Regions from separate parts of the Mus musculus genome. Here regions 2 and 3 are each linked to region 1. Evidence: chromatin contacts called from public promoter capture Hi-C data. All regions are on one chromosome and are shown on one strand. The core of a region is the stretch at or near the end of the contact, and the rest is flanking DNA. Distances in the headings are between cores, read along the strand shown. Region 1 holds the start of Gfral (GDNF family receptor alpha like). Region 2 has its middle 42 kb from the start of Klhl31. Region 3 holds the start of Mlip (muscular LMNA-interacting protein).

Region 1 (3,885 bases), core at 1,025-3,524:
GGAAGATGGCATAAACAATTCAAATTTTTTCATATGCTTGTGGACAAACTCATCTCGTCAATAGTCTCCTGCACTTCAAGTTGGTGAGCACATTGCAAGACAGCTAATTTTTTCAGTGAAAGTACAAGGTGGCTTGTATTAATTCAGAGATCCAAAGACTCTAAATTATGATTAATGCTTGATGTATAAGGAAAATGGCATTTATTGGCTATTTTTACTTTATCTTTTGGTGATTTGTTTGTTTTGAATACAGTGTTTCCATTTATAGCATATCCTAGTAATAAACTCATCATTTATTCCAGATTTTTTTACCCCTGGTTTTCAACTCATGATCTCTGTCTCAGATTTTCCAGTGTTGTCATTGCGGTTGTGGTTGTGTGCCATCTTGTGAACACCTCAGAAAGCTCATATCTGGTCACATGTCACCCTTGCCAGCTCCACAGAGTGGTGATCCTGTGTGATCTCTTTCCTAAATCTGCCTTACTTCCTTTCTCCTTCTCTACTTCTTGCTGAAAATTCCACTTGAATTTCATACTGAAATATAATTAATAATGTACTAAAGGAGTCATCTTAATGATTTGGCCCACAAGAATCCAAAAAACAGCTTTCTCTTTCCTTACTCTGCCTTACTTGTTCCTGGCTATGATTTATGGCTCAATATCTGAAATGAGATTTGTCAAAAATTCCACTGTTGTTCAGTGAAAAATAATTTGATATTAAAAGTAGGAAGACAAAGGATATTATAAACTGTATCATCCTCTTAAGGATATATAAAGCTCATTAATAAAGTCATAATTTCCCCCATGGTTTTGGGCAACAGGAATTGGCTTTGTCGTAACATGTAATTATTTGATGCTGAACAAGAGCTCTGTGGTATGCAGAGATTTTCAATTCTAACAATGTTAGGAATAATTTCCTTTTTTTCACGCAACCTGGTTTCTGTGCTAATTTTGAAAAGATGAAAGCAAATAGCCACAGCCTTGTCACTGAGAACCTTGGGGAGGTAGTGATATCGTTTGTGTAATGTGATATATTGCTGCAAAAATGGAAAACTCCTAGATTTATCTTTAAAACAAAACTATAAATACTAGAAACTAATAAAGAAGTAAAGAAACATTATAAGAATGAGAAGAAGCAAAATCTCTCAACACAAGAATTTCCATAGAGACACTGAAAATGTGCAAAGGATCCGTTACTTCCTGGCTAATTTTCTTGGATTTGATTTATGTTGCTTTTCCCTTTAAAAAAATGTAATTTGGAATAACTTACATTATTTCCTGGCTCTTATTTAGCACCATTCATCAACCACTGTAGCTAATAATAGTTCAGAAAATATTCTGGTCTTGTTTAGTAATATCTTGTATGATCACAATTATCCCTCATCCTGAAATTGAGACATAGACTCTAACATAGCCTAAAGAAAATATTAACCTTCATCAATCATATATCTGCCAAGAATATTTTTGTGGGTTCTCTGTTAAGTGAAAATGACTTGGACCAACCTTTTATAACAACTCAACACAAGAGAGCTAAGCCCACATTTTACCTGTGGGCCATGAATGTTACTCAAGAGGCAGAACGCAGCATCTTTGGTCTACTCATTGGATCCTGATTGTTAAGGTTGAAAACTAGATGGGTCAGTTTGTATAGCTCTAGTTTTTATAATCTGCTTTTGAGGCTAAACAGATAGTCAAAACTTTGTCATCCATTAACTTGCAAGTATATACAGGACAATTCTATTTTCAAGATAGTCTTGCACATGTAGGCACTGCATAGATCTTAATAAATAGGTAAGTCATTTAGGTTGCTTTGCAGTACCAGGAACAACGTGATGAGCAATGAAATGCTCATGTTTTATTTTCTATCAAGTAAGAAAAAGTGACTGCAGGTAAGTATACATTTCTCAAAAGCACTAAATAATAATGAAGTACAAGTTAGTAACATAGTTGGCATTTCTTATTACATACCCCCATAAGCTTACTCTAGATGATAACAGCATTCAGTTTATAAAGAGTTAATATTGCAACAAATTCAGGGCTAGCAGCACAGTTGACTTACCCAGGAAAATGAACACTAGCATGTTGGACAACTCAAGATGGTCTCCCTGGGAGAAAGGCGGATGAACTGACACCAACCAACATCCCAACTGAAGTTTCTGTGTAAAGGTTTTGCTTCCTAAGAGCCAGCCAATTAGAGTCAGCTTCTGGTGTCAGCTGTTCCTCACCAGTTTGTTTTGAGCTGTGAACTTTCCTAATTGTATTCAAATTCAATTGTTCTCCTCAGCTTGCGAACCCAGGATATTATCCTTTCAGGAGAGTCTGCAAACCAAATAACAGGGGGAAATAATGTATTCTCCGCACATCCACTAGAACACTAAGCTTTGCCTCTGAATGTAACAGTCTTCCAAGAAATTTGACCATGAGGTCCCCTATTCATGAAAAGTTCTCATTAAGTCAATTGCTTATAATGTAAGCAATATAAGGATACAGAAAAGGAACAAAGGCAACCAAGGGAAATGATTGCAAATCCAAGTTACATCCAAATGAGAATACTGATTATGTCTTATGTTTACAGATGCTTCAAACCCCAAGAAGATTTAAAACGGTGCCACTTCTGTGACATGTCCCCATTTCTTCAAAACTTAGGGTGAAAAATGACTCCTTTCAAGGAAGCATAACTTCTTCACAAGAAGTTAACTATACACCATCTCTTCCTTGCTCTGTCTTGGATGCTGTAATTCCTCACTTAAGTCTACAACTTCCTTGAAGTGTGATGAGACAGTTACCCTGATTCCCTTGTAAATATGTGTCTAGTAAATAAAGTATTATGTTGGCAAGAACTTAAAATAAAAATGGGCAAATGAAAGAGAAGCATCTGCTCCCACAGCCACATAATTTACTGTTTTTATTACGTTGTTAATGTTCATTTTACATAAGAAGAGAAATTAGATTTTGTTTTTAGAATGCATGGTTTCCTAAAACCCAATGAACTGAAACTATAACATTATAAATTATCTCTGTAGATGACTTAATATCAGACATTACTTCTCTGAAAATGGATTGATTATATCATGGTTATAAATCATATTATGCTTGAATGTCTATTTTATGTAGCAGAAGTCTGCTATGAAAACATTAAACCCAGAGTTTTATTTAACAGGAGAAATATAGAAACATAAAAATTAATCTCCTGTCTTTCGGGGGGTAAGAACTAAATCAGAGTGGACAAACCCCAATGAAATACAAGTATAGCAGTGACTTTCATGAGAAGCCTCCAGAATCAGGATAAGTAAATCACTGCAATGTTTTGCGAGAGGCAATTGCAAAATTGTGCTGAGTTCCAAGGGGGAATAAGCCTAGACTCCACCTCCTGATGGAGAGGTACCAGCACAACGTTGCAAACACAGTGTGTGAAATGAGATACATCTCAGTGAGGCAATAATTGGAAGATAAAACCTGGCATCCCTTTTAAGCACCAACAGATCTCCTCATCAACCCACGCTGGCTCATTCTGTTATGTGATGAGTCTTCAGTATAAAGCCTACTATAATTTCCATCATGTTCCTGCTGGTTTCATTACCTTCCCTCCCACTCGGACCCTGTGTTATTCAATTGTTCACATTTTCCCCTTCTGGTGCCCATTGTGATCCTCAAATACAGTAAATATATCAATCTCTAAGTTTAATTATCTTTCCTTCGCATCTAAGTAATTGAGAAGACAGCATTTCTCAATTTACTGGCCATATTAGTCAGGGTTTTCTAGAGTATTAAAACTTATAGAATCTTTCTGTCTCTGTGTGTCTCTCTTTGTCTCTCTGTGTAGCTCTGTGTCTCTGTCTCTGTCTGTCTGTTTGTCTATCTGTGAATGGGAATATATTAACTTATT
Region 2 (3,885 bases), core at 865-3,364, 1.4 Mb after region 1:
GAATCTCCAAGGTGTCTTCAGTTTGTACCATTTTCTGCTTGATGATCTCATCGCTTAGTGGCATTGGTCCCTTTCCACCAAGATCTGTGAGTTAGTAGTACGTTAGCCAGGACAAATTCTCTTTAGTTTGTTAATTAGCTAATATGATCACTGTACCACGTAACCAAATTCTCTAACCTAGGTAAAAAAAATTATTTTAAGATTTTTGTCTTAAAGCCACACATAGAACATCCATTTCTAACAATATAGAATATGTTTCACATTATAGAATGACTAGAAATGGTGAATAAGTTATGCCAAACACTCCTTTAAGTTTAATATGCAAGTGCTATAAGAAATATTCCTGCAGGGGACTCTTGAATAACGCTGTTTTCTGTGGTCAAGAGATACTTGAAGAATCATCTACTGAGAGGGATGAAGCAGGCACTTGGCTTAGCTCATTTTGGCTTCCACTGGAGGAAAACATCTTCCACCATAATCCACAATCACGACTTTCCTGGGCATGGATGTCGGTTTATCTCCCAGAACTCAAAACTCTTAGTCTGAATAACTGACATATTAATGGATTAATGAACTCTTACCCTTGGGCTGTTTGGCAGAAGCAAATGTTAATCTTTTCTAAAGGAGCACAAACCTAATCCAGGGCTCACAGGAGCCTCACAGGCAGAGGCTTAGACACTGGTCTATAATCCAAGTCTCTGCAACATTCAAAACACACACACACACACACACACACACACACACACACACACACACACACACACACTAGCATGGCAGAATGTATGAATGTCTGGGAATTTCAGGTCAGTCAGGTATCTACTGAATAGTCTAAAATGACTAAGCACATAAAACAATAAAAATTAGGAAAAACAGAACTGCAGAAAATAGCCCAATACAATGCTGATAAATGAAATACGCATTTGTGGACACTCAACAGGTATATAAGGAAGAACAAAGTGAGTATTAGCTAACTAAAAGATTATTCAGGGACCAAGATGGAAAGGATGCCTGAGAGATGCCCCAGACAGATAATATAAGGGGATGTCGATATTTGAATATAATATGACTAAGCCCTGGCTATCCTGGAACTCACTTTGTAGACCAGGCTGGCCTCGAACTCAGAAATCTGCCTGCCTCTGCCTCCCGAGTGCTGGGATTAAAGGCGTATGCCACCACACCCGACTTGCTTTACAAGTTTTTTAAAAGCTTGACTTAACAGATTCAGAAAGTTAAAAAGTGCTAAATGGTATAAGTAAGATCAAATCTGTTTATCCATGGTGCATGGTGTGTGTGTGTGTGTCTGTGTGTGTGTGTGTCTGTGTGTGTGTGTGTCTGTGTAACACTATCCATTCATCTGTATTTCATCATGGACAAGAAGAGCCCAAGAGAACCCAACCCTACATGAAGCACTAAATAGCAATTACCAGACTGTGGTGGCTTAATAAGATGTCTCCATAGTTTCAAGCTTCTGAATACTTGGTCCCCAGTTTGTGACACTGGAGTAGGTTTAAGAGCTATGAACTTGCTGGAGGAAGTATATCACGGAGGGTGGGTTTTGAGGTTTCAAATGCTATGCATTCTCCCCCCTCCTCTTTCCCTCTCTCCCTGCCTCTCACTCTCCCCACTTTCTGACTGTCTCTGTCTCTCTCCCTTTCCCTGTCTGTCTCTCTTTGTCCCTGTCTCTGTCCCTCTGTCTCAGTCTCTCTGTCACTCTCTGTCTTTCTCTGTCTCTCTATCTCTGCCTCTCTCAGTTAACAAACCCCTTTTGGTTCTTTTCATAGGGCTCTGCAGCTCCACAGCTATACCAGGAAGGGAATTCACAACTCTTTTTAATCTCTGGTTGCCTGGAACAAGGCAGAAACCTGCAGTTCCCAAGCAGACTTCTTTTCCATATTAGCATTGGAGTTAAAGCCTTAACTCCACAAACAGAAGGCACAATGTGGAGCAAGAGGTCTCTCGTCCCGCCTATCCTGCTTCTAGCTCGCCAGGGCTCTTAATGCGTCTATTGTTACCTAGCACTGGAAATAGCGCTTTCTCTCTTAAGCCTCACTGCTATTTGTACTTGTTCTGTGCTTGTTCAAAATGCCTGGCTGGTTGCTTTTATCTGCGGAAACTTGCATAATTCCAGGGGCGGTGCTGTACACATTTATTGGGGGAGAAAAACATGTTCTCTCCCAGCTGTGTGCGAGGCAAACAGAATCCAGTAAACAGGCATACATTTTATCAGGCCAGCTTGGGAATATAGACTGTCATGATCACTTTCCCAAGCTACAGAAACAACAGTGAATCAACTGCTGGGTTAATTAGAACCCAGACTCGCAGCCCATCCTCAGCTCGGAGAATGAGCACTATTTTCCTTTGCCCTAATTGCGTGATAATCTTAAATATCATCATTTTGTAAAAGACCCTGTAACTACAAATTACGCTGCCAACCATATTATTGGGTCTCAAAATGTGACTGCAGTTTGAAGACAGTTGCAACTTGCAAAACAAACACAAAGAAAAATGTCGTCACCAAAGAACAGCACTGTTACCAGGCAATAGGACCACTCTACCTCTCTGTGGATGCGGTGCTCTTTGCTTTCCAGTCCCCTGCCCCCCCCCCATATATTTAAAAAGACATCAGTCGGAGGGTGGGTGGGTGGGTGGATGGGGGCCGGGGAATGGAATATGGAGTGTAAAAAATAAATTTAAAATAAAACTAAAATTAAAAAAAAAAAAAGACATCAGAATGTCTCTTTGTCTTATCAGCAGATTACAGGTGACAGGAGGTAAATTCCAAAAAGCTGCCGGGATGGGTAATCTTTGAGTTTGACAGTCTTTCCTGGCAACAGCATTCCAGTGTGTCGGCAGTATGGAGGAGCCAATCACGAAATAATTGTATAAGATGCAAATGTCACCACCATTCCAATCAGTATCAGTGAAACGCAGACGCTAAAAGAACTTTCTATAAGTAAGCCTGATTAAACTCGGGGACCATAGCAGGCTACTTTGCTGTTAGATCATTACTATAGAATTTTATTTGAGCATTTGCTCCGAGAGACTACAGTGTTGGAAACTACAGAGCCCCATTTTGCCCAGGTGTGCTAGCACCAGGGGTGGGAAATCTAGGACAGGAAAAGAACTCATGTCAAGTAGAATGTGGAACATTATTAGAAAATTTAACCCCATTAGAATGGCAACAAGCCTTTTCTCAAACACACAGCTTCTCATGTGTGTGTGCGTGTGTGAATATATATACCAAACTAAAGGTAAAATGACAGGGTAGGTTGAGAAACTCGCGATAATTCCCAGCTAGTCTTTACAGATGTTCTTCTAGGCTATCGCCACTAGGGGGCAGGGCAGGCTGCTTCAATTTCCTAGGACATTTTCCCCACTAGGGGCGCTGTAAGTTATGGCGAGAAGAAGCAGGTTAAGTCTGAACTGACCATGGGATTACAGGGGTTAGGATTCCCCCTCGGGAATCTTAGTCTTATTAGTAAAAGAACTCAAGCATGGATTTCAATGTAAGCTGGCATGGAAATCAGACACATGATGAAAAAGCAGCTACAAGGTAGGATGTGAGAGGTAGGTAGCATTAGAGAAAGAGAATGGACGCCCAACGTATCAGGAAATGCATAGGATAGGTGGGGGGGGGGGGAAGAGGAGGAGGAAGAGGAGGAGGAGGGAGGGAGGGAAGGAGGGAGGAAGAAATTGTCTAAGTTGTACCTCTCCCTCCAAAGCTCATGGTGGCTCCTAGGGACTGTACTGGGGGGTGGGGATCATAGAAAAGAAAATTACAGTATCCTGTTAAAGGAACAATAGCAAGCCTATCTCTTTAACGTGGCTTAAGGTGAGCTTACTTCCCTGGGGGTGGTCTCTTGTCCCAGGGTAACTGCCTGGCCC
Region 3 (3,885 bases), core at 539-3,038, 1.0 Mb after region 1:
TCCTGAAGTCTATCCAAAGGAAATTAAATAGATTTATAGGAAAGGCTTCAGTATAGCCCACAGGTACAAAACCCATTGACCCTTAATAAACGGCCAGTAGCCATATCTTCTAAAGCATATACAGTGATCTAAACTTACTTCCCCAAGTGCCTTGCACAATTGTCCAGCTTGTCTTGTCTTAAATCTCTAAAGTACAAAATTCTGCAAGGGATACTTCCACCTATAGTCTTTTAAAAAGTTGGTAGTTATAATTTTAGTACACAAAACAAGAACAAAAGGAAGCCAGTACATAGATGAACAAGATGTGCCCTTCTCACAGTATGATGGAGAGATTTCTAAACATGAACACACGATGAGAAAGAAGGCCATTGAACAGGAGCAAGATAGTGGCCTTCAACTTTATGGCTACACTCTGCCCACAGGAACTTCAATGCCCTCCCTAAGTGAAATATCGTCATCAATGTAGGGAAGCAATTCTACTTCCTTATTTTAGTTGAACAAATACATTATATATAATATTTACTTATTACATATAGATATATGTGTGTGATATGTGATATATGTTATATGTAATCTAAAGATTAAAGGCTTACCTCACTGAGTTACTACTGAGTAGAAATAAACTCAGGGATTGATTCCTGTCCTTATATGCATATTCCAGAACATCAGGAAAAGGGCAACCCTTTGATATTAACTTTCAAGAAAGTACTACAAAATTAGCACCCAGGTCTTTCACTGTGTTTATCTAGCACCTGTATTGTGTCTTACCAGAAACCTAAGGTTCACTTGAAAGGACCTTTTGATGGAATGGGATTTGAAGCTACACTAGCCACACTGTGGAATATTCTGAAGATCTATGTTAGCCTGTAGACTGATGAATCCCTTGCTCAGAAAAAAAAAAAGAAGAAGAAGAAGAAGAAGAAGAAGAAGAAGAAGAAGAAGAAGAAGAAGAAGAAGAAGAAGAAGAAGAAGAAGAAGAAGAAGAAGAAAGCCATTTACCATTTACTGCACACTGTGTGGCAGATCTAACAGAGCCCCAAAATGAATCGCTATGGAGACAAAAAAAAAAAATCATTTTCCCACAAAGCGGAAGCGGATGCAAGTTAATGGCATTCGCTTCTTAATTGGCAATTAACACTTTCAGCTGCCAATGCCATTTAAACATCTGATCTTCGGGAAACTATTTTAATAACAGAAATAAGAACTAAGTGGATTAAAATAGTGGCTTGAGATACCCCTTTTGTCAGACTGACCCCTTCTCACCGGTGGCACAGGCTATAACATGAGAGGTGTTTTCCCCAGTGCCTCGCAGGCTGTAAGCTCCTTTGCTCAGCTTCAGGCTGTGTGCTATTCTTTCTTCTATTTCCCTAAAAGTGCCCCCCAAACACACCACCGTGTTGGCACCCGCAGCACAGAGGACCAATAGCCTCTTACTAAGAAAAGACATCACAAGCATTCAAACATTAACTCTATGCCAAGCGCAATCCTTGGCTTTTTCTTTGCCCAACAAGCAGTTTTGTCTTTATCAGTTGCCCGTTTCTCTGACTATAGATACCATCTCATTTCAACAACACAGACAAATTTATCAGCTCCCGGGTAGCTCGCCCTCACACCCTCCGGCATATACCAGAACTGGGTGTCTTTAAAAGTTACTGAAAGCATTAAGCAAAGACTTCTCTTTACCTTGGGTGTGGTCTCAAGGCTCCCCGCTAAGATGCAGGAGGTCATTTGGAAGTAATTGTTCCTGCAGGCACTCAGAAGCCCCTGCTCTGAAAGCAAACCAATGACTGAGGTGGAAAGAGAGCCTGTTACTAAAACAACACAGGCACACGCACGCAATCGCCTACACACACACACACACACACACACACACACACACACACACACACACACACGCAAGCACATACGCATGCACCCATATGCACACGCACACACGCGCGCACACACACACACACACACACACACACACACACACACACACACGGTTGCGGGGGAGGAGGAATCTAAAAGAACACAGAACAGATGCTTCTCCGAGTTGAGTATTTTTCAGCTCCAAAGGGTTTGTTTTGACAATTTTTACTTTTGGAACTTCACGAGAGGTCACACTGACTGCTAAAATGGGATCAGTGGAAGTGAAAAATTGCTACCTCTATGTGTTTGCCCTCTTTTCCTTTCAGGCTTGCAGTCCAATTATGTATTCCCTGAAAGGAAGGGAGAAGCCAGATTGGACAGCAATGAGAAGCTGATTGAAGGGCCCTGGCATCTGCCAGTTTCAGTGATTGGTTGACCACGCTCGCAGAGAACATTCAGATGCACAAACACATGCAAACACAGCGTCTAAATAAAGAACTGGAAAACACAGTGATCATTTTGGAAAGCCAGTCATTTCAGTGACAAGTCCTTGGCGTGTGAACGGCAGTCAATGATATTGGAGCATCCGAGTGACTCAAGTTCTGCTGTTAAACAAAAGTAGCTCTAAAAGAGATCTTGTTACCAAATAGCTGTCAAAACAAAATTCCCTTCCACTGTTGCTGGAAGATAGTGACTGCCCTGCCTACCTATAAACAAGTCACAAATATTTCTCACGAGATTGATTTATTCAGTATTCCTATTCTCTAAGCATTGATTTTTTTCTACAAACCTATGCAATCTATATTTGTGCATAAGCACTGGAAGATGTAATGTGGAGGGAGCTGGCTATATACTGAATGCTATGCAAAAGTGAAGGTTTTATTTCACGTACAGTTACAGCATTTAATATTTTCAACATTGTCAAGAGCTTGAACTTAGGACAATCATGAGCGCAATAATGACTCACAGTGATTCTATTAAGAAGCAGGGAAACTATTGCAAATAACACTAGTACATCTTGCCCCAGGAAAGGGCCAAATTTCTAAATGTATGTGCTGTTACATCAGTAAGAGATATCTTCTGACATCTACACTCATGGTTATGTATATCTGATGCCAAGAACCTTTCATTCTTTCTGAGAATATACATAAATCTGTCATATAAATAACAGAGATACAAAGAGAAGAGAGTTTTAAAGATCGCCCATCACCCATCCTATAGTTCTTAAATGTCACTGCATGATCCGCCATTGGCAGCACCTTTAGAACTGTAGTTTCTGCTTGAGAAGTTCAGCAGTGGATTCTCCACACCTGCACTTTCAACAAGCTTCTGGGTTGTATCCTGTTGCTGGTGTGTTGTTCTCCTACTTCTCCTCTCTGTTGCACTGATAAGCATCATGACCAAAAGCAACTTGAAGATAAAAAAGGCTTATTTGACTTACACATCCTGATCCCAGTCTGCCACTGAGGGAAACTAGGGCAGGCAGCAAGGAGGAACACTGCTTATCAACTAGCTTCCAGGCTCACTTTCTTATACCTCCCAGGACTTGCCCAGGGGTGTCACCCCTCACAGTGGGCTGGGCCCTCTCATATCCATACACCATCAAGAGAATGCCATAAAGACCTATCTACAAGACAATAAAATGGGAACATTTCTCTGATTGAGATTTGTTTTTTTGCCTGGCAACTCTAGTTTGTGTCAAGCTGACAAAAACTAAACCATGCGGTGGTATTTTCCTGACCGTTCATAAAGCCACAAGAGCACAGACATTTGCTGTGAATTAATTGCAAGAATTTGGCTACACTCAGAATGGGAAATGGTATCCTGTTGGATCTAGAAGAATTTATCTGACAGTCAGAGAAGATTTAGGGAAGCCCTTGTTAGAGCAGTAAGAGAAGTGAGTAGCATGAATAGACAGGAAGCAGAGGACACAAGTCAGAAGATCTTGGACCTCTGAGCTGTTCTGAATGTCTACCCTGTGAATGTGAATAAGGAAAGCATTGCTCCATAGAATCCTACAGTTAGATTCAGCTC

What was found. Promoter capture Hi-C pulls out the DNA fragments that hold promoters and counts their contacts.
Region 2: a promoter capture Hi-C map of hippocampal neurons shows a contact between it and region 1, with 4 times the contacts expected there. The contact joins the enhancer-like site here to the promoter of Gfral in region 1. A contact is called at or near these places in 5 of 39 promoter capture datasets (the 3T3-L1 cell line, 3T3-L1-derived adipocytes, hippocampal neurons and 1 more) and 1 of 115 datasets of contacts at active chromatin or transcription factors (astrocytes).
Region 3: a contact with region 1 is called in a promoter capture Hi-C map of hippocampal neurons, with 5 times the contacts expected there. The contact joins the promoter of Mlip here to the promoter of Gfral in region 1. A contact is called at or near these places in 5 of 39 promoter capture datasets (the 3T3-L1 cell line, the C10 cell line, hippocampal neurons and 1 more).

What each region holds. Positions count from the first base shown.
Region 1 is chr9:76,211,383-76,215,267 of GRCm38.p6, forward strand. It overlaps Gfral (GDNF family receptor alpha like), which reads right to left and starts at 2,275. Exons shown (of 9, transcript NM_205844.3): 1 at 2,059-2,275. The coding sequence starts at 2,080.
Region 2 is chr9:77,593,202-77,597,086 of GRCm38.p6, forward strand. No RefSeq gene overlaps it. Among named protein-coding and RNA genes, the nearest start is that of Klhl31, 42 kb to the right of the region's middle. Within about 2 kb of position 2,115, at least 21 of the 459 cell types and tissues checked have an H3K27ac peak or open chromatin away from gene starts, as enhancers often do. A contact at or near this core is called in hippocampal neurons, where this site is marked.
Region 3 is chr9:77,250,064-77,253,948 of GRCm38.p6, forward strand. Mlip (muscular LMNA-interacting protein) reads right to left here and starts at 1,789. Exons shown (of 11, transcript NM_001368955.1): 1 at 1,684-1,789. The coding sequence starts at 1,728.